3 separate regions of the Mus musculus genome follow, and regions 2 and 3 are each linked to region 1. Evidence: chromatin contacts called from public Hi-C data. All regions are on one chromosome and are shown on one strand. The core of a region is the stretch at or near the end of the contact, and the rest is flanking DNA. Distances in the headings are between cores, read along the strand shown.

The links. Hi-C and Micro-C count contacts between places; a contact is called where the count stands out from the background.
Region 2: a contact with region 1 is called in a Hi-C map of embryonic stem cells, with 1.8 times the contacts expected there. The contact joins the promoter of Hmcn2 here to the promoter of Ass1 in region 1. A contact is called at or near these places in 7 of 39 promoter capture datasets (the 3T3-L1 cell line, 3T3-L1-derived adipocytes, embryonic stem cells and 3 more), 6 of 484 Hi-C or Micro-C datasets (Th1 cells and embryonic stem cells) and 3 of 115 datasets of contacts at active chromatin or transcription factors (all in embryonic stem cells).
Region 3: a Hi-C map of cortical neurons shows a contact between it and region 1, with 2.9 times the contacts expected there. The contact joins the enhancer-like site here to the promoter of Ass1 in region 1. A contact is called at or near these places in 6 of 39 promoter capture datasets (the 3T3-L1 cell line, 3T3-L1-derived adipocytes, embryonic stem cells and 2 more), 11 of 484 Hi-C or Micro-C datasets (B cells, Th1 cells, cortical neurons and 2 more) and 3 of 115 datasets of contacts at active chromatin or transcription factors (all in embryonic stem cells).

Annotation. Positions count from the first base shown.
Region 1 is chr2:31,468,890-31,471,661 of GRCm38.p6, reverse strand. It overlaps Ass1 (argininosuccinate synthetase 1), which reads right to left and starts at 1,392. Exons shown (of 16, transcript NM_007494.3): 1 at 1,323-1,392.
Region 2 is chr2:31,313,007-31,315,706 of GRCm38.p6, reverse strand. It overlaps Hmcn2 (hemicentin 2), which reads right to left and starts at 1,375. Exons shown (of 98, transcript NM_001370902.1): 1 at 1,031-1,375. The coding sequence starts at 1,292.
Region 3 is chr2:31,293,824-31,296,523 of GRCm38.p6, reverse strand. Ncs1 (neuronal calcium sensor 1) reads right to left here. Exons shown (of 8, transcript NM_019681.3): 8 at 1,052-2,700. Among named protein-coding and RNA genes, the nearest start is that of Hmcn2, 19 kb to the left of the region's middle. Within about 2 kb of position 1,358, at least 2 of the 459 cell types and tissues checked have an H3K27ac peak or open chromatin away from gene starts, as enhancers often do. A contact at or near this core is called in cortical neurons, where this site is marked.

The sequences.
Region 1 (2,772 bases), core at 143-2,642:
TGGGTAGTGGACAGAAGTTGCCCTTCATTTATGGACTCCATGGGCACTGGGTAAAGTCAGAATTCCTTGGGCAGCCCTGAGGCCCTTCCAATGCTCCCAGACTTGGCTGGTTTATGGTGGGAGGGGGAGAGGGTAGGGGGAGTTTGAAATGGAGGCTATTCCAGTCTCTGCCCAGCCCAGCTCTTAGGTTTCTCCACTGTCTTCTTCCTTCTGAAAGCCTTGTCTGGGGCGGGGGAGGGGGTGGAGGAGTGGGGGAGTAGGTGGCTGGGGAGGGTTGCGGGGGGGGGGGGGGGACGGGACCCTGTCTTTTCAGGTCTTCATCCCAGACCCAGTGAGCAAGTGGGCAGACCCTGGCCACAGTTCTCAAAACAGCTCACTGAACTTGAACTCTTGGACAGCAAGAGTTCTGAGTCCAGGCACAAGGCTGGCAGCCCTGGAGCTGGGAGGCTGACGTCAGGGGTCACCTGCCAGGTGGAGGAGCCGCAAAGCGAGGGATCAAAGGAAGGGTTTTCCTACTCTACCCCTGGGGAAAGGGCAGGTCTGCTCCTGCCAGCTGCACTTGCAGACAGCCTGACAGACCCACTTCACAGAGGGGAATACTGAGAGCGCGGTTAGTTCTCCTGGAGAAGATTTCCCTCGATTTCTCGGTTAGCCTGCCTTCCAGAGAAGGGCCCAAGCCGTTAACAAGCCAGAAACAGACATTTCCTGCGAAGGGGCTCCTCCCAAAGAGCCAGCCAGCTAGCAGGAAACCTGTCTAGAAGCCCCACCCAGACTGAGCCTGGCATTGCACCCTACGGAGAAGAGAAACCAGTCACAGCCTAGGAAGGACCCGGGACGGGTAGGCAGGGTTCGCGTGTCCACCAGAGCAGGGTACTGTCACACTCAGGAGAAAGGCACACGCCCAAGCCCCTAAGGGCAAAGAGGGGCTGGACCTTTTGCTTACTTTGAGAAACAAGCCTGAACATAGATCGGCGAATCTGATCCAGGGAGAGGGATTCGGAAGCCCCCAACCCTCTGGACTCTCCGGGACTCTACTTGGAGCCTTCGCAGCACACAGAGGATCGTGAAAAACCAGAGGGGGACCTCCATAGTCCTCCTGCTCCGGAGACCTTGGGACCCGTTCTCCTACATGGGTTCCCTAGGCAGGAGGAACGTGTGCGTCACAGCGCCCCGGACATCAGCCTCCTTCCTTCCACTAACTGCGCGGTCACTCGGGGGCTGCCCTGAGCCCACCCCCTGCAGCTGCTCGCTCCCTCTGGGATTCCTTGGTCATGAGACCCTGGATAGAGAGTGGGGACCAAGAAGGGCCCGGAACTTCTTACCAGTGAGCCCAGGCGGCAGTGGCAGACGGCGGAGCAGGGCTGAGAGAGGCGCGCATCCAGGGTTATAAGCACAGGGCCTGGGGGGGGCAGGAACCTGGGACACGTGGGGACGGGCGCGAGAAAGGCCCCGCCCTCGGGCCCGGCCCCCGCTCCGAGCCTCTCAGGGCTCGAGGCCACCTGCGGGTGGGCGTGGCCCCGCGCTCTCTCCCGCTGGCCCCTCCCTCTTCCCTTGGCGCCCGCACCACCTCCCGGGGGCGCACGGGCGTGGGCTCTTGCAATTTAGGTCCCCTGATCCTGACCCGCTGGTGGCGCCTGGGAGGGCGGCAGAGGTTGGAACCCGCGTGACTAGCAAGGCTGATCGCAGCTGTCTTGCAAGAACCCTTGAAAGCGCTGCAAGGCGGGAGTGAAGATGCAAATTGCTTAGGTTCAGAGGCTGTGTAGCCCCACTCGATTTAAAGACTGAAGCATCTGCCCCTCAGAGGCTCTTGCTTTCCCTGATGCTAGCCCACAAGCCAGAGCTAAGGGTTCACAAGAAAATGCAAACGAGTTGGCCAAGGATGGCTGGGGATGCCATTTTAACGTCCTGGCCTGGCACCTGCCCAGATCGCCGTGGGCTCCCAGTAAATGGTGAATCAAAGCCTGGCTGTCTGCTGAGCCATCAGAAGATGGGGAAGGTTGAGGTTCACAGAGGTGAAGCTGCTGGCTTGTAAAGTGAACCCGGGGGTTGTGGCCCACATGAGCCAGAAAGCCGTGCCAGAGGCTTCCCAGCCTGGCCTGAGCCCTGCAACACACAGGACAGCCCCTGCCCCAGTGAACCTCAACACCCAGGATTACGGCAAGATCATATCCCCCAGGCAGGCCTAGATTCCAAGCCTCAGACGGCTCCATGCCCATGTTTTACCCAGCTTTCCTTACTACTGCCTTGCCCTGAGACTCTGGGTGCCCTCTGGGGTCCAGCCAAGCCCCTTACTCGGTCTCCTGATTTTTGTTCAAGGTCAGAAACAGCAGCTGTGGGGGCTTCTAGGAGGGAGAAGGTGCCAGACACATTTACAAACTTTAGCTGCAGGATTCTTTTGTGCTCCTGGCCCTGTCCTCCAAGCTAAACGTAGCCCATGCTGGTTAGAAACTCCAGAGAGCCAGGTGGGGACGGACGTCCAGGGGACAGCCTGAGGCATCTCTCTGCTAAGTGACACTAGAACAGCTGACCTTCGGGCGTCACTGGACCAGCTCTGGACCTTCCTCACAGACAGGAGACTAGTGAGGTCAATGAAAAGAACATGCCAGCAACTTTTGAGCCACTTTGAGGCCATTGGTCCCCATTTGCTGACTCGGCTTCTTAGGGCTGGCCCAGAAGCTTTCCATCTTACCTTTATGAAATATATGCACAGAGAGAGGGTGCATCTTTCCCAAGGCCACACAGCATGCCCAGAGCATAGCAGAATTTGGGCCC
Region 2 (2,700 bases), core at 126-2,625, 160 kb after region 1:
CTTCAGTGTAATGCAGAAATGTTTTCATTTTTAAAAAAAGTTGAGAAAAGTAGTTAGGGTTGAGGCTGTGGGGGACATCTCTCCCCGGGGTGCAGGGGACTTTTGGTGGTGAGGCTTCGGGGAGCATATTCAACCCTGAGCTAACAGGGTGACTGCGGGGGGGGGGGGGGGAGCGGGGAATCAGCAGGTGTCAGGGAGCCATGCTTTGCTGGGAAATTTCACTCTGCTGAAGTAGGCAGGCAAAAGGGAACCGGCAACAGGCTGTTACTATCAGCCAGGGGTTCCACAAAGGGCTGCAGTTCCCCCTGAAAGCCATGTCCTGGCTTCTCACATGCAAGCTGGGAGAGGACTCTAAAACAAACAAACAAACAAACAAACAAACAAACAGCACCTAAAATCTTACAGGCAGTCGGCACAGAGCTTGCCTAGTGTGCATGGGCCCCAGGTTCAATCCCCAGCACCGGATAAAGGGGCTATGTTAGTGCAGGTCTGCGATCCCAGCGCTCTAGAAGCTGAGGCCGGAGGATCAGAAGTTCAGAGTCATTCTCCACTACACAGAACACTGGGAGACCAGCCTGAGCTACAGGAGATCTGCCTCACAAAGGGGAAGGAAAGGAGGAGAAAGGGGAGAGAGAGGGAAGGAGGAAGAAAGGGCAGGCAGGCAAAATAAAATCGAGAACCAAAAACCTCACAGGTTCCTGGCACCTACTGCCAACATCCCCACACATGTTCCCACTTCACAAATGGAGAGGGTGAGACTCAGAAGCTTTTGGTCGCCTGCTAGAAATTTGTAACCTCAGTGCCAACCTGGGGATGCAGGAGAGGGCGTGGCCAGGCAAGGGAAATGTGCCAGAAGATGCTAAGGTTCTGCTTATTGCTGTGCGCCAGGCAAGGCTGGACGAGCAGCAGGGGTGAGGGGTGGAGAGGACAGGACACCAAAGCATGACACCTCGAGGACTTGGGGGGAAGGAGGGAACCTCGAGAGCCGCGCGGTGGGGAGACCTTGAGAACGGCCGGCGAGGGGCTCTACCTGGGTCGTGGAAAGGCACCAGCGCATAGTTGGCGATGACCCGGCTGCGGCTGCTCAGGCTGCGCTCCAGAATGCGCGAGGCGCCGTCGATCACCTGCATCAGGTCATCCCACATGGAGCCGGTGACATCGAAGACGAAGGCTAGGGTGGCGTCTCCTGTGGCGGGGGACAGCGTCTTCGTGGGCGCGTCAGACGTGACCACCGCCGCCACTGCTGTAGAGATCGCCACGAGCAGCGGCAGGAGCTGCGCCCCAGGCGTCATGGTGAGCCGGAGGCTGCAGCCCTGATGGGACCCGCAGGTCGCAGTGAGAGATGGCAGTGCAGTCTCGCTCTAGCGGGTTCACCGGACAGGGGCGCGGCGGGGTTCCCCTGGTGGGAGCCCGAGGCGGTCCCTAATGCCCACCCCGCCTCTCGCACCCCTCCCCCGCGCCCCGCGGCGTGACTCAAACTTTCCCAGCCCCTCGGCTCTCTGGTCCAGCCCCGAGGTTAGAGGAGGACGCAAGGCAGAAGGCAGGAGGGAGGTGGGGCCACGGCCAAGGGCGAGGGATGAGGGTGCGGGAATCCGCGGACACCTGCAAGCCCTTCTGCGGGGGCGGAGAGGCCACAGGAGCAATCCAAGCCTGGCTCAGACAGGCTTTGCACTCACTGCTACCTCTATCAGTGGTTCTGAGCCTCCCCAATATTGTAATTATTCTTGTCAAAATCAACAAACCTAAGCCTGGCGTTCACTATGGCCTCGGCATCCCACAGATAAAGTCTGGAAACTTACGGTAATCCTTGGGGAAGATACTAAGACCAAACGTATTTGATGCAAGACTCGGCGATGAGCCCATTACTGAATGGTGTAGGCAGCATCTGAAGCCAAATATAGAAGGACCCCAAGTCCCTCAGGCTCTTCCGTCTCCCCTGAGTATTGTAAGACATCATTACAGGTCATATGGGGACTCCACAGGATTGGGCACACACTCCTCTGGTCACCTGTCCAAGCGGACTCATGGATTGCATATGAAGTGGCTGCGGCACCTGTTAGGGGCTGCCTGGGCTGGGTTCAACCATCCTTTGATGGTTCCTCTGCCAGCTGGGTGGGAGGTGCTGCCTCTGCCAGTGGGCCAAATGAGGATGTCCTCTGCACAATCAGGTTGGGGGTGCTCTCTCTCTGCCATTGGGCTGTTGGGGTACTCATCATTGGCTGGGCAGAATGCTCCATTCACCATTGGGCTGGCCAGAGGTGTTTCCCTCCATTCTGTTGCAGCCCTTCACTCTCCCAGGCGGTACACTCCCAGTGGTTTCTGTCCTTACAGACCAAGAGCCCCTTGGAGTGAAGAGTGTGCCTTAGCGTCCACCCCACCACAGGGTGGTGACTCATTAGATGTTGCTTGACTGGAGGGGGCAGCTTTGGCAAGCATGTTTGATTTCTTAGGGTCTTTTCTGTGTACAACACCCTGGGTGAAGTCAGAGAAACCCTGGACATAGCTGAGAGCTCTGGGCTATAGAGGCGACACTCTCTTGACCCTTCCTCTGTAAACACCTCAGCCAGGAGCAAAGCCACTCCACACTGTCTCTTCTCCTTTGGACCAGCCTCAGTTCCTCCATCTTTGAGGCTGCTGGGACCACTCTGTTCTGCATCCACAACCCTGTGTGTCCTCATCCTAGTTCTGACTAAACTGTAT
Region 3 (2,700 bases), core at 109-2,608, 180 kb after region 1:
TTGGGAGGAGGAGATACAAGGTTCTGACCTCTGACTTTCAGACCAACAGGCCTCAGGCGAATGTATGTATGTATCCACCCATATACAGCAGTGTGGCCCCTAGGTGACCCCAGCAGATGGGGTATGCAGGAGGGGGTGCTACAGGGTGAACCTGTGACCTGCTCACCTGCTGCTCCCTGGTCACCAGGGCACCCTTTTATTTTTTTAATTTACTTATTTATATATGTGAGTACACTGTCACTGTCTTCAGACACACCAGAAGAGGGCGTCAGATGCCATTACAGATGGTTGTGAGCCACCATGTGGTTGCTGGGAATTGACTCAGGAATGACAGAAGATAGATCAGTGCTCTCTCCAACCCCATCACCACTGGACTCTTAACCCAGCAAACTGAGTTGATACCTTGCATGGGCTTTCTCTGGGGTATCCTGAGCAGACCACACCCAAAGCGAGAGCAAGACTGTCCTGGGAGAAAGAAATCTAAAGCAGACAGAAACACAGAAACAGACAAAGCACCAGGCTCACACAGGGAGGTGGGGAGGTCCAGGAAGCATGTTTAATCGGCCAGACACAGACGACATACATCGGGAGCAGGGAGGAGACCCGGACATGCGACAAAGCCTATCACCCTTGGCCTGCACCACCAGGCGAGGGCCTCCCTATGTCCCCCAAGACATAGACAGGACGGCACCCCAAAAAGAGACACCGAGGGTGCTGGGAACACAAGCAGGGAAGGATGCAAACAACCAGAGTGAAAACATCACCTTCTCTAGATTTGGTTTTTAAGTCACCTAAAAATCCGTCGGGAGCTGTAGGAACCCCTAGGAGCACCAACCCACACAACGCTGGCCTGTCACCCCTGCAAGGTGGCTGACCTCTTTCTGAGGCATGGAGAAACAGATCCAATGAGTAACGTGACTCCTCCAACGTCCTGAAGGAATCTGGAGACTTGGTCCGGGAATGCAGAGGTAAAGGGTGTTGGGTGGGGCCCCCACCCTAGGAAGCAGACAAAACCTGAACCTAATGCCAACACAGAAGATGGGACCAACTGTTTATTCAACAAAAGCCTTTTATTCATTCAAAAATTAACCATTGGATTTATTCTGCAGATATTTTTTTAAAAAATTAAAGTTGGGAGGGCAAAGCTTCCCACTGTGCCCTTATGCCAACTACCTTGCCAGTCCCAGCTGACCTAGCAGAGGTGTGGGTGGGAGGCATGCTGCCAGATATGTAGGGCTGGGGGCCCAGGACCTCGGAAATCACAGCCCCCACCTTGGCCTTCCCACCTCTAGCCTCACCTCTGGCTGGACCACTGCATCCCCGGGTGCCACTGCGGCTCATCACCACCAGGGGGCGTCCCCATGCATCTTTAGATCATGTAAATGCAGAAACACACTGGAAAGAATCTTGGAGGCTTTCTGCTTGGCCAGCAGTGGGGGCTTTCTCAGGAGAGATGCCAGGGATCCCCAGGGACTGCACACCCCACTATCTCCTAGAAGAGACAAGGTCCCCCAAAGTGCAAAGGAAACACAGCTTCCTAGGAAATGGCCTGTCAAACTGTAGACCATTTAAAGAAAGAGATGTCAATGCTGCATACATTTGCCTTGTTATTTTAAACCTGGCTAGATACTGAAAAGTCGTGATAGGCTCCCAAGTCACCGTCGACACAAGGTGGGCAGCAGATGCTGGGAAGAGGGGGTCACAGCATTCCTGGCCCTAGAAAGGAGGGTCTGCCGAGGTACCAGGGGCCTGGCCTCACTGGCTGGACCACACCCCTAAAGAAAGCAGCATCAGATGGGGTGGGGCCTCTGTGGAAATGAACTTGGAGAGGTCCTCAGGCTGCACAGAAGAGGCCTGGCCTCAGATTCTGGGCGTGCTGTGTGCCTCAGCTAACTGCTGGTGAAAGAGAGACAGACATCAGTCAGCACGCGTCCTTGAACAAAAACAGTGTCCCACACCCTGCCAGGAAAAGGCAGCCCAGGGCTGTCTCAAAGTCCGAGGCTTGGACCCAAGGACATAAACTGTGAAGACCAAAAGCCACACTGAAGGCTACAAACCAAAAAGCCGAGATCCTGAGAGGAAGCCTGGACCCACAGAAAAAAGTGAACACCTTAGCTGAGGAGCCTCTCCTCAGCTTGGAATCACTGGGTCTTGATGCCACCAAAAATGTCCACTGACAGAGGGACAGCTGAGTCTCCAGAGACCAGAGAGAGGGCCTCTCAACCTATGACACCACATCTACTCTCTAGGACATGTCAGGGATCAAGCAGGAAGATGACCCAAAGAGGTCTCAAAGAAAATTTCCCTGTGGGATCTGGTGGGCTAGCAATGGGCACAGCATGAGCAAAGGGTCTACCCAGGAAGAGGGAGTGTGCATGGACTAGCTAAGCATTCCCACCACAGGGATGGACAGGCAGCCAAAGCCACCTATTGATGGGGGACATCAATCCTCCAGGGGACAGCTGCTCATCCACAGGTCATTAGCAAGGAAGATTTTGGTCTCCCAGAAGTATGCTGGAGATTACAGGAGAGTCAGAGCAGAAGAAAAATCCGGGAACCAATTTCCCCCTCTCAATGGTGGGCAGAGAGGTTACACAAACTAGAAGCAAGAACTGTGAGCTTAGGTCTGCCTCTGCAGCTGAGAGGCTCACCCCGGAAAGCTCCCCAGGGTGAGGATGAGCCCAAAGGGACTCAAGAGTC